Linked DNA regions of Mus musculus: all the other regions are linked to region 1. The links are chromatin contacts, called in public Hi-C and Micro-C maps. All regions are on one chromosome and are shown on one strand. The core of a region is the stretch at or near the end of the contact, and the rest is flanking DNA. Distances in the headings are between cores, read along the strand shown.

Evidence for each region. Hi-C and Micro-C count contacts between places; a contact is called where the count stands out from the background.
Region 2: a contact with region 1 is called in a Micro-C map of trophoblast stem cells, with 2.4 times the contacts expected there. The contact joins two enhancer-like sites. A contact is called at or near these places in 2 of 15 datasets of contacts at CTCF or cohesin (large pre-B cells and pro-B cells), 3 of 484 Hi-C or Micro-C datasets (embryonic stem cells, liver and trophoblast stem cells) and 2 of 115 datasets of contacts at active chromatin or transcription factors (both in embryonic stem cells).
Region 3: a Hi-C map of Th1 cells shows a contact between it and region 1, with 4 times the contacts expected there. The contact joins two enhancer-like sites. A contact is called at or near these places in 3 of 15 datasets of contacts at CTCF or cohesin (embryonic stem cells and pro-B cells), 37 of 484 Hi-C or Micro-C datasets (CD4 T cells, CD8 T cells, the CH12 cell line and 13 more), 15 of 115 datasets of contacts at active chromatin or transcription factors (the SCID.adh cell line, bone marrow-derived macrophages, double positive thymocytes and 7 more) and 1 of 9 other capture datasets (embryonic stem cells).

The regions. Positions count from the first base shown.
Region 1 is chr5:74,125,065-74,128,062 of GRCm38.p6, forward strand. No RefSeq gene overlaps it. Among named protein-coding and RNA genes, the nearest start is that of Snora26, 33 kb to the left of the region's middle. Within about 2 kb of position 1,592, at least 227 of the 459 cell types and tissues checked have an H3K27ac peak or open chromatin away from gene starts, as enhancers often do. A contact at or near this core is called in Th1 cells, cerebral cortex, regulatory T cells and 1 more, where this site is marked.
Region 2 is chr5:73,928,291-73,931,288 of GRCm38.p6, forward strand. No RefSeq gene overlaps it. Among named protein-coding and RNA genes, the nearest start is that of 1700019F05Rik, 17 kb to the left of the region's middle. Within about 2 kb of position 1,566, at least 33 of the 459 cell types and tissues checked have an H3K27ac peak or open chromatin away from gene starts, as enhancers often do. A contact at or near this core is called in trophoblast stem cells, where this site is marked.
Region 3 is chr5:74,275,954-74,278,951 of GRCm38.p6, forward strand. All of the region lies in intron 5 of Scfd2 (Sec1 family domain containing 2), which reads right to left. Among named protein-coding and RNA genes, the nearest start is that of Gm32064, 39 kb to the right of the region's middle. Within about 2 kb of position 1,533, at least 58 of the 459 cell types and tissues checked have an H3K27ac peak or open chromatin away from gene starts, as enhancers often do. A contact at or near this core is called in Th1 cells, cerebral cortex and regulatory T cells, where this site is marked.

The sequences.
Region 1 (2,998 bases), core at 342-2,841:
GAGTCCAGACCCGACAGACCTCTGCTGTATATGTGTAGGGGGCCTCATATCAGCTGGTGTATGCTGCCTGTTTGGTGGTCCAGTGTTTGAGAGATCTCAGGGGTCCAGGTTAATTGAGACTGCCGGTCCTCTTACAGGGTCACCCTCCTCCTCAGCTTCTTTGAGCTTTCCCCTAATTCAACCACAGGGGTCAGCAGCTTCTGTCCATTGGTTGGGTGCAAATCTCTGCATCTGACTCTTTCAGCTGCTTGTTGTATCTTCTGGAGTGAGGCCATGAAAGGTCCCTTTTTGTAAGTGCTCCATAGCTTCAGTAATAGTGTCAGGCCTTGGGACAGCCCCTTCAGCTTCAGTGTTTTAAAAGTGGTCAATACATCAGAAAGGCTTCCACAGCTGTTGCTGAAAGAGCTAAGATCGGGAATCTATTGGCTCTAAGTTCGTACACTGTTTTGTCCTTGGAGAAAGGATGAACAACTTGTCTTGAGGCACTCAGGGGGTATGAATTCCCTGAGCTATTTTGCACCCTAATGAAGAGCTAAGCACACCCACTGCCTCAGTCAGCCAGTGCCATCGGTAGTCAACGATTACAGAGTACAAAAGGTATTTTTTATACGGTTCCGGTGGTTGGGCAGGGTAAGTGTGAATTCATCACTTGTGCTAGAACTTCGAAAAAAAATATCACAAAGGTGCTTACACTGAATGGAAGTTTATTCTGGTTCAGCTGTGACTTCTAAAGACTTTTGTAATGGTTTTTTTAATGGATTTCTGTGTCAGCCTTAAAATGCATAGGAGGTGGGTTGTTTGTTTGTTTTTTCGAGACAGGGTTTCTCTGTGTAGCCCTGGCTGTCCTGGAACTCACTTTGTAGACCAAGCTGGCCTCGAACTCAGAAATCCACCTGCCTCTGCCTCCTGAGTGCTGGGATTAAAGGCGTGCACCACCACACTCGGCATGTTTTTCTTTTTCTTTTTTTTTTTTTTTTTTCGGTTGTTTGGTTTTGTCTTTGTGAACAGGTTTTCTCTGTGCAGCCGTGGTTGTCCTGGAACTTGCGGTGTAGACCAGGCTGGCCTTGAACTCTCCGAGGTTCAAAAGCCTCTTGCCTCCTGAGTGCTGGGATTAAAGGAGTGTGCGTGCCAAGTGCCACCACTGACCTGTTGGGGGTGTTTTTCTTTGGTTTCTTTTAAAGCAAATGTCAGCTCCAGCCGCTGTAGCAGCTGTGCTCAGGAATCCTCCAGATGCATTGTTGTCCACTCATGCTCCTGGCTTGGGCCATTCCATTCGCTCCAGGCCAGGAATATACCTGCTCCTTGGAGCCGGCTGTGATATTGAGAATCAACTTGGGAAATCCGCCCTGCGGTGGCCAAGCACAGCCGTCAGCGTGCTGAAGATGCCCTGATCCTTAGTTCTGACCGCAAAGTTCTGCTCCGGGCAAGCAAAGCTCGAGGGGACACGCGGCCGTCCTGATGTCCAAACTACGGGGTACTCCTTGCCAAGCCCAGGACCTAAACCCCAGGCCACAAGCTACACGGTGACCCAAAGCCTGGCAGGGCGGGCCATAGAAAGGCAACCAATAAAGGTGGAGCGCCACGAGCAGCCAGCCAATCCCAGAGAAGATTCGGGGCGGGGCCTACATATGCTATAGTCCCTGGCCTGACTATTGGCTGACAGGGTTGTTCAGGCCGTCTGGCCCCTTCCAGCTCTGGATCTGGAGGAAGAAGCCTGGGAGCTTCTGGAGTGCCCTTCTCTGGGCGCCAGGTCACCAAACCGAACCCAAAAGGCTCTCCCTACGCCTTGGTGCTGAGGATCTGGCGCTCACCGTGGGTCTTCTCGATTGCTCTGTACTTGTACGTCTCGGGACAGCTTTGAGTCCTGGCTTCCTTGCTTTCAGAGCTACCGTTTCTTTGTCCACAAAACTCCGGGCTCCACCCCCAACATCACATAAACTAGTGGTAGTGGTGCAAGCCTGTAACCCCAGCATTCAGTGGGCAGTGGCAGGGAGATCCTGGTTTAAAAGTTATCTTTGACTACATAGTTAGTTGAGACCAGCCAGCGATGCATTAAGTCCTGCCACAGAAAGATGAGTGTAAGCCTAGTTTTGATGGCTAAACCATCTATCTCTCCAGCCCCTCCCTCTCAACAGAGTTACCAAAGAAGACATCCAATGTCAACAACCTCTGGCTTCTATACACACATGCGCACACATCTGTGAACATGTGTACACACCACACACACAAGCTCTCTACCCTCTAAGCCCCCGCCCCGAAAAGGAGTAAAGCCAGAGATGAGAGGCATGTGATCATGAAATGAAGGAGAGATATGTCCCTTCTGTAGAAGTGACAGCATTGTGTCGTGATGTCGCTCCACGATTCGATCAGAGATAGTGTGTAAGCACTGTAAATCAGCCTGGGGGTAAACAGTGAAAACAGTGAACAGGGAAGACAGTAACAAGTTCAGCACATTGACCCTGGAGTGTGGGACCGCTGGCTTAGTGGACAGACATGAATATAAGAACCTTTTTAGGGATGTAAACCTATCACTCAACAAGAGATATTATGGGGCAATAGAGAGCTAGCTCAGTGGTTAAGAGCACTGATTGCTCACCTGGGCTCATCTCCCAGCATCCACTGGGCTGCTCACAACCATCAATAACTCTAGTTCTAAGATCTAATGTCCTCTACTGACCTCTTCTGGCATCAGGCACTCACAGAGTGTACAGACAGACATACATGGGGGCAAAACACTCACTCAGAAAAGGTAAATATTTGTTAAGAGGTATCATGGCGAAGGTCGGTGACACGGTGACACCCCCTGAGACTGACGAAGGGACGACAAAGTGGAGAACTGAAGATCAGTTTCTGAGGCAAAGGGGAAGAGCCTGGGAATCTCTCATCCGTAGAGGGAAGACCGGCACAGAGCGTGTTCCAGGAAGGAGTTCCTGTGCATTCATGGATGTGTAGAACAGCTTCTGGAACTTCTGCACCAACAGTGGAGGGCTAGGGTGAC
Region 2 (2,998 bases), core at 316-2,815, 200 kb before region 1:
AATGTCACATTCTTCTTCATAATGTCTGTGTTAGGCATCTCTTCTTATCTTCTGAAGCTTATTTTTTAAATTCCCCGACTACAGCCATAGAAGGTTATTTTGGATGTAATTCCCCAAACTTCGTTAGAGGACAACCAGCAAGGGGCAGGGAAGAGGGAGGAGCAAGAGATCCATTTGGAAATATGGAGTCGCGGCTCCATCCAACCCAGAGGTACTAAATCATGATCTCTGGAAATGGGGGTGGTGATGTAGATACATTTGGCAAGCATATCTAGGCAGCACCACTGAGGGTTCCTTGTTCCCTGTTCAGTTTCAACGTCTACTAAAACCCAAGAAGAGACCCTTAAAACAGAAGCCCCTAAGCAAGCACAGCTTTGGACCCATAACTGAGGTTGTAACTGTTCCGAAGTGTGTTTTCTGAGCACAAAATTCACCTGGAGATCTTGTGAAAATGCAGGTGGGATTTGGTGTGTCTTGTGTAGATTCTGAAGTCCTGACAAACTCTGGAGTTGCTGATGCAGCAGACCCACGAGCCACTCTTCCTAGGCGCAGAGCCTTTGGACGAATTCCAAGTTCCACATTTGCCCCATAGCCGAGCAGCCTGGTCTCTGCTACTCTGAAATGCTTTGGTAATGGGCTTAATAACCGACCTTGCTAGTGACAGTAGTATTCTAAAACCAGCTGTTAGCGTTTGGCTTCACGTCTAGCCTCCGCTCCCCCAGCCCATTTTCCTCATGTGTAATCCTGAGTTGAGTGTATGATCATTTCCGCCTCAGTGTCTGCACTCATAAAATATTTACACTACTAATGACTAGGCCCAATGGCGTGTTTGGAGACTCGGGAGACATAACGGAAGGCGCATCAAAACAGATGATTGTTCACAGCAATCGATAACTCCAGTTCCAGGGCATCCAATACCCTTCCTGGCCTCCTCAGACAGTGCATACCTGTGATGCACTTACATGCACACAGGCAAACACATGCACATTTTAAAAACTGTGATCAATGCACAGCCCTGTCATTTTCATATGTTCATATGAATAACTTAATGGAACGAGGGAGGGGATATTTTCATATGAACAACCTAATGGAATGGTATGTGAAGTTCAGAGCAACCACCCAGGCATCACCCTGCTGTCTGGCAGGCTTGGGGGAGCCGGGTTGCTTTATAGTGAGGTAGAGAGAATAATATCCCCATAGCCAACACCAAAGATGCATGTGCTAATTCCTCGCATCTGTGAATGTGACAAAAGGTCCCTGGCAGATAGGATTCTATAAAAGGCCCTAGATGGGGAGATTGGCCTGGGTAACGCAGTCAAACCCATCGCAGTCACTAAGTCTCTATTAGAGCGAAGCATGGTGTGAGGTGTGTGTAGTAACAAAAGGGAACGGCTGGAATGGTGTGGAGAAGAGACCACAGCCAAGGAATGCCTACTGCTTCTAGAATCTGACAATGGCAAGGTAACAGAGTCTCCCCAGGAGCCACAGGAAGAATGCAGGCCCATAAACATCTGGATTTGGGCCATCTGAATTCCAGAACAGCAAGAGGACAAACATGTTGTTAAAAGTGCTATGGTGATGACGTCTTCCAGTAGCCAGAGTGAAGGGACAGTGGGGGATTCTGGTGTTGAGAGCCAGTTGGCTTCGAGGAGATCAGGGTGGCTCTCTGAGTACGGTGCTGATATAGATCTTCACTGAAAGAATGTGGGCTCTGGGTTACAATGACCTCCCTTAGGCTCCTAGGTAATGAAGCGATGTCACATTTCTGACGGACTAAGAGTCAGCCACGTATTCTGGAAGGGTAGGTCTCAGCCTGTTACAACATCAACGTTGCAGCTTACTGCTTACGGAGACACCTTTAGGCCAAACTCAAGTGTATACAAAGGCAGCTGTAAGGGAAACAATTCAGCTCCCTGGGAAGCAACCCTGACACAGGGAACCAGAAGGGCTCTGGTCACTGAAAGAAACCAACCAACTGGCAGCCGTTATGAAAACACAGCTCTTGACAGTGTGGTCCTGCACTTCTACATTTTGTTGCTCTTGGAAACAGCAGTAATTGCAAACCACGAACAAGACCAATGGGCCTTAGCCTAGGAGCAAAAAGATGCCAGAATAAACCACATCGGCCCACTCAGCCTGAGCAGCTTGCAGCTGTGCTCCGGCTGGCATCGAGGTGGTCCTCCCACAGAGTGCTTAGATGGAGTAAAGGGAAGATGAAGGGAGCAGAAATAATCTTAGCTTAGATAGCATTTAAGAACTCTGATCTACATCAGTGTGCATGTTTTTTAAAGGAGGGGTGGAGGCTTTGATCTCTGAAAATAGCTCATTAAGACTGAGTCATGGAAGCAACAAGAAGATGGCTGGGTACAACCATCCACTTGTACACTCAGTATTCGCTTCCTCCTGGCTCTTGTACATTTTTCTGTTTTCCTCACCACTCAGGTTTAGGAAGTTCTACCCCTTATAAAACAATCATAATAATAATACTTCCCTAATATGTAACAAATACTTAAAATATCCAGCATCCATCACTAACTTGTTACACACACACACACACACACACACACACACACACACACACACACACACACATGCACACAAACCTTACCTCTATATGACCCTTAGCAAAACACTGCCTTCCATGGAAAATCAGCTCTTCATCTGAAGCCAGGAGGGCATGTTCGAGAATATGCGTGAACCTCTGGGAGTCACGGTGGGTCATAGAAACAGGGACAAAAAGCTTCGTCAGAGAACACATCAAACTGTACTACGGATTGTTTAGAGATTCCTTCAAACAGGATAGTGAAATCAAAAGTTTTGAGCTGGAGAGATGGTTCAAAAGGAGCACTGGCTGCTCTTTCCAGAGGTCCTAAGTTCAATTCCCAGCAACCACATGGTGGCTCGGAACCATCTATAATGTGATCTGGTGCCCTCTTCTGGTGTGCAGGCATACATTCAGGCAGAACACTGTATACATAGCAAATAAATAATCTTAAAA
Region 3 (2,998 bases), core at 283-2,782, 150 kb after region 1:
TTCATAAAACAAGAACTTCCCACCCTCCCACCCCAAGCCCCTGTCAATCTGTGCTGTATCTCTATGAGCCTGAGTACTCTGGGTACCTGGCATGTGTACAACCATACAGTGTTTTGTCCTTTTGTGACCAGCACAATGTGTTCAAGGCTCCCTGTGTTGTCTATAGTCAGCATCCTCAACCTTGTTACAAAGGAACCGATGTCACTTCCCAGGCCAACTGTGCTTCATGCTTGATTCTCATCAGCTCTCCATTGCAGTGAGCCCTGGCCCAGTCAGTTTGTAGTCCTGGGACCTCATCCCCAAATCCTCAGCACCTGAAATCTACGACTCTTTAGGACACATTTTACAAAGCCTAACTACTGGCAGTCCCTGTCCTGGGCAGTTTTATACATCTTACTTCACTTTCGTGACTTCCTTACGAGGCACAGAATAGCTTATGCGACTCCGATTTACAGAGCCTCACAGTCTTGGAAGGTGCGTGCGGTGACTTTCAAAGGGACTACAGTTACCACAGGCAGTCCCGGAATTAGAACCTCTGAAGTCCCAGACATGCTGTGGTACCGCTCAGTTCCTGCCTGTGCTAGCTCTCCTTCTGCGGGGTAGCTGTTACTCCCCATACACCCACAAGTAAACACATTTCTTCGCTGAACTACAGCTGAGGCTGTTTCCTCTTGGCCTCTCTCTCCACTGCACTGTTTGAGCCTCGTGGTACCCAGCATCTCTGAGCCATGTCTGAGCTTGGAGGCTCCTGTTCCTCATCGCTTCTTGGCTGGTTGGCATGAGCCTAGCCCTTCCCTTCTTTTCATCATACCCCAGTAGGGATCTACTTTGTAGTTTCAACTTAACTTCGGCTAGTCTTTTCAGTCATTATGTTTTAGCTAAACACAATGATCCAAGACAACTAACATTTTACTTTGTTGAAAGTACACGATAATTCAATGTCTACACCACCATATTCCTTTGACTTGGAGTAACGGAAGACATTTTATAGTTGGGAAACACCACCACTGCACTAAGAGCAGCACAAATGTCATAAGGGTGTGAATGCTGATGTTTGGCTGTGCAGAGGGGACGGTTGGCATTTTAGGTGTTGGGTGCAAAAGACATTCTCTGTGACAGACGAAGAGTTGATGGCTGGGTAGGGAGGAGGCTGGTGCCTAAGATGACAAGCTCAACGGAAAAACATGCAAAGCCGAGGACACAGGTATTTTTGGTTGCATCCCGCAGCGGAGCTTTAGCGTCTGATCTTCCATCGCCGCAGGGCGAACAGGTGATCGGCTGTGAGTGCATGGATGTGTTTAGCATGTGTGCAGCTGTGACTGGCTGCCTTAGAAGACAGATGCTCTTCTTATACATTCTTCACTGGGAAACAGGAAGCTCCCACAGAGGTGGTCAGGACCCTGCAGTGATGTGACAGGATGTCTGATTTACAGTCGCTTCACTGTAAGACAGAACCAGGCAGTGTGAGGATGGAGCAGCTGCTATAGGGACTGGCAGCAGACTGTGTGTGGGTGTGTGCGTGCATATCTATGCAAGAGAGAGGTGGGGGGACTGCGTACACTAGGTATCTCAGGTCCAGACAACCAACTGTTACTTGGAGTGATGTCATAAAACCATCCAAATGTAAGTTCTAAATCTCATAGCTTGCTGCTTCTACCCAAGAGCAGGAAAATGGCTTGCGAATTACAGTTCATGATAGAACATGACACTTTTGGATTTATAAAGGCCATTTTCAAATATTCCGTTTTGTCTTTCAGGCACACAGGATGCTGTGTGTATGTATAACAAACCATGAACTTGGCTGTGGTCTGACTACTTCTGCCTGGTGGAAAGCAAGCCGAGGTCACGGGCACTCCTTCCAGGAAGAGTGTTAACAGCCGGTCTGTAATTTGTGGCTCTTCTCTGGAGCTGCAGCAATGGAGCTGCAGCAATTTCAGATGCCCTGCCCTGCCTGAGTGCTTGAGTCCAGGGAGAGACTATGGTGAGCAGAGCCCTCTGCTGGCTGGAGTCAAGAATGCAGTGAGTGAGGCCTGACAGGTTTCTTAAGGCTCTTTATGGAAGAGCTGTGTCACTGAAGCAAAAGTTAGTCTCTAGTGACAACAATGGGGTGACAGCACAATTCAAGAAAATATGAATAGCTGGGAGCCTGGGGCTGAAGACAACACAAAAATAGTGGAAATGAATGGGAAGGACAATGGACTTTCTCTGGTCATACTCAGGTACAAGCTTGGACTTAAAAGGCATTCTGAGAAAGAGGCAGCAGTGTGCTGGGCTCCTTACACTCAGAACACACACCTGCTGTGTCACACTGGTGGACAGAACTGGTTAGGAGGGGGGGAGGAAGAGGAAGAAGAGGAGGAAGAGGAAGAGGAGGAAGAGGAGGAGGAGGAGGAAGAAGAGGAGGAAGAGGAGGAGGAGGTGGCAGCAATAGCCACAGGACAGTCATATACAATTGAGGCTGTCCTTTGCCTGTCTGTAGACTCTTCATCCATGTCAATCTTCTTTTACATAAAAAGTAGCATCTCTGAACTCAGCAAGCGCTGCCCAGGACTACAGCAACCCTGGTACTCACTGGTTCAGCCAGGTAAGGGCGACTGCAGCACATAGTGGACACACAGAGCCCAGGGACTTACAACAGAGCTGGGCTGAGTCAGATCAGTCAGCGGGCCACTGGAATGAAAAGCCCCTCCATGTGGCTATCAGGGATGAGTGAGCATTTACAGGGAAGTGGGCCTCCAGAGACGGTGCAGAGAGGTTTTGGCATGGACTCTGGGGACAAGTAGTTGAGGTCCTGCCTGAGCTTGGTAACATTGGCAAACTATCGTGTGCTTCTGTTTTCTCACGGAGGGTCGTGAGAGGGAGTGGCAGTAGCAGAATGACCTTAGTCAGTAGAGTGCAAGGTAAAAGCTCTTACCATGAGCCTTGTACACACTACTGCCATGGTTATTTTCATTTTTCCCGACCCCTTAGGTCCTCTAAGGCATGAGGGCAGGTGGGG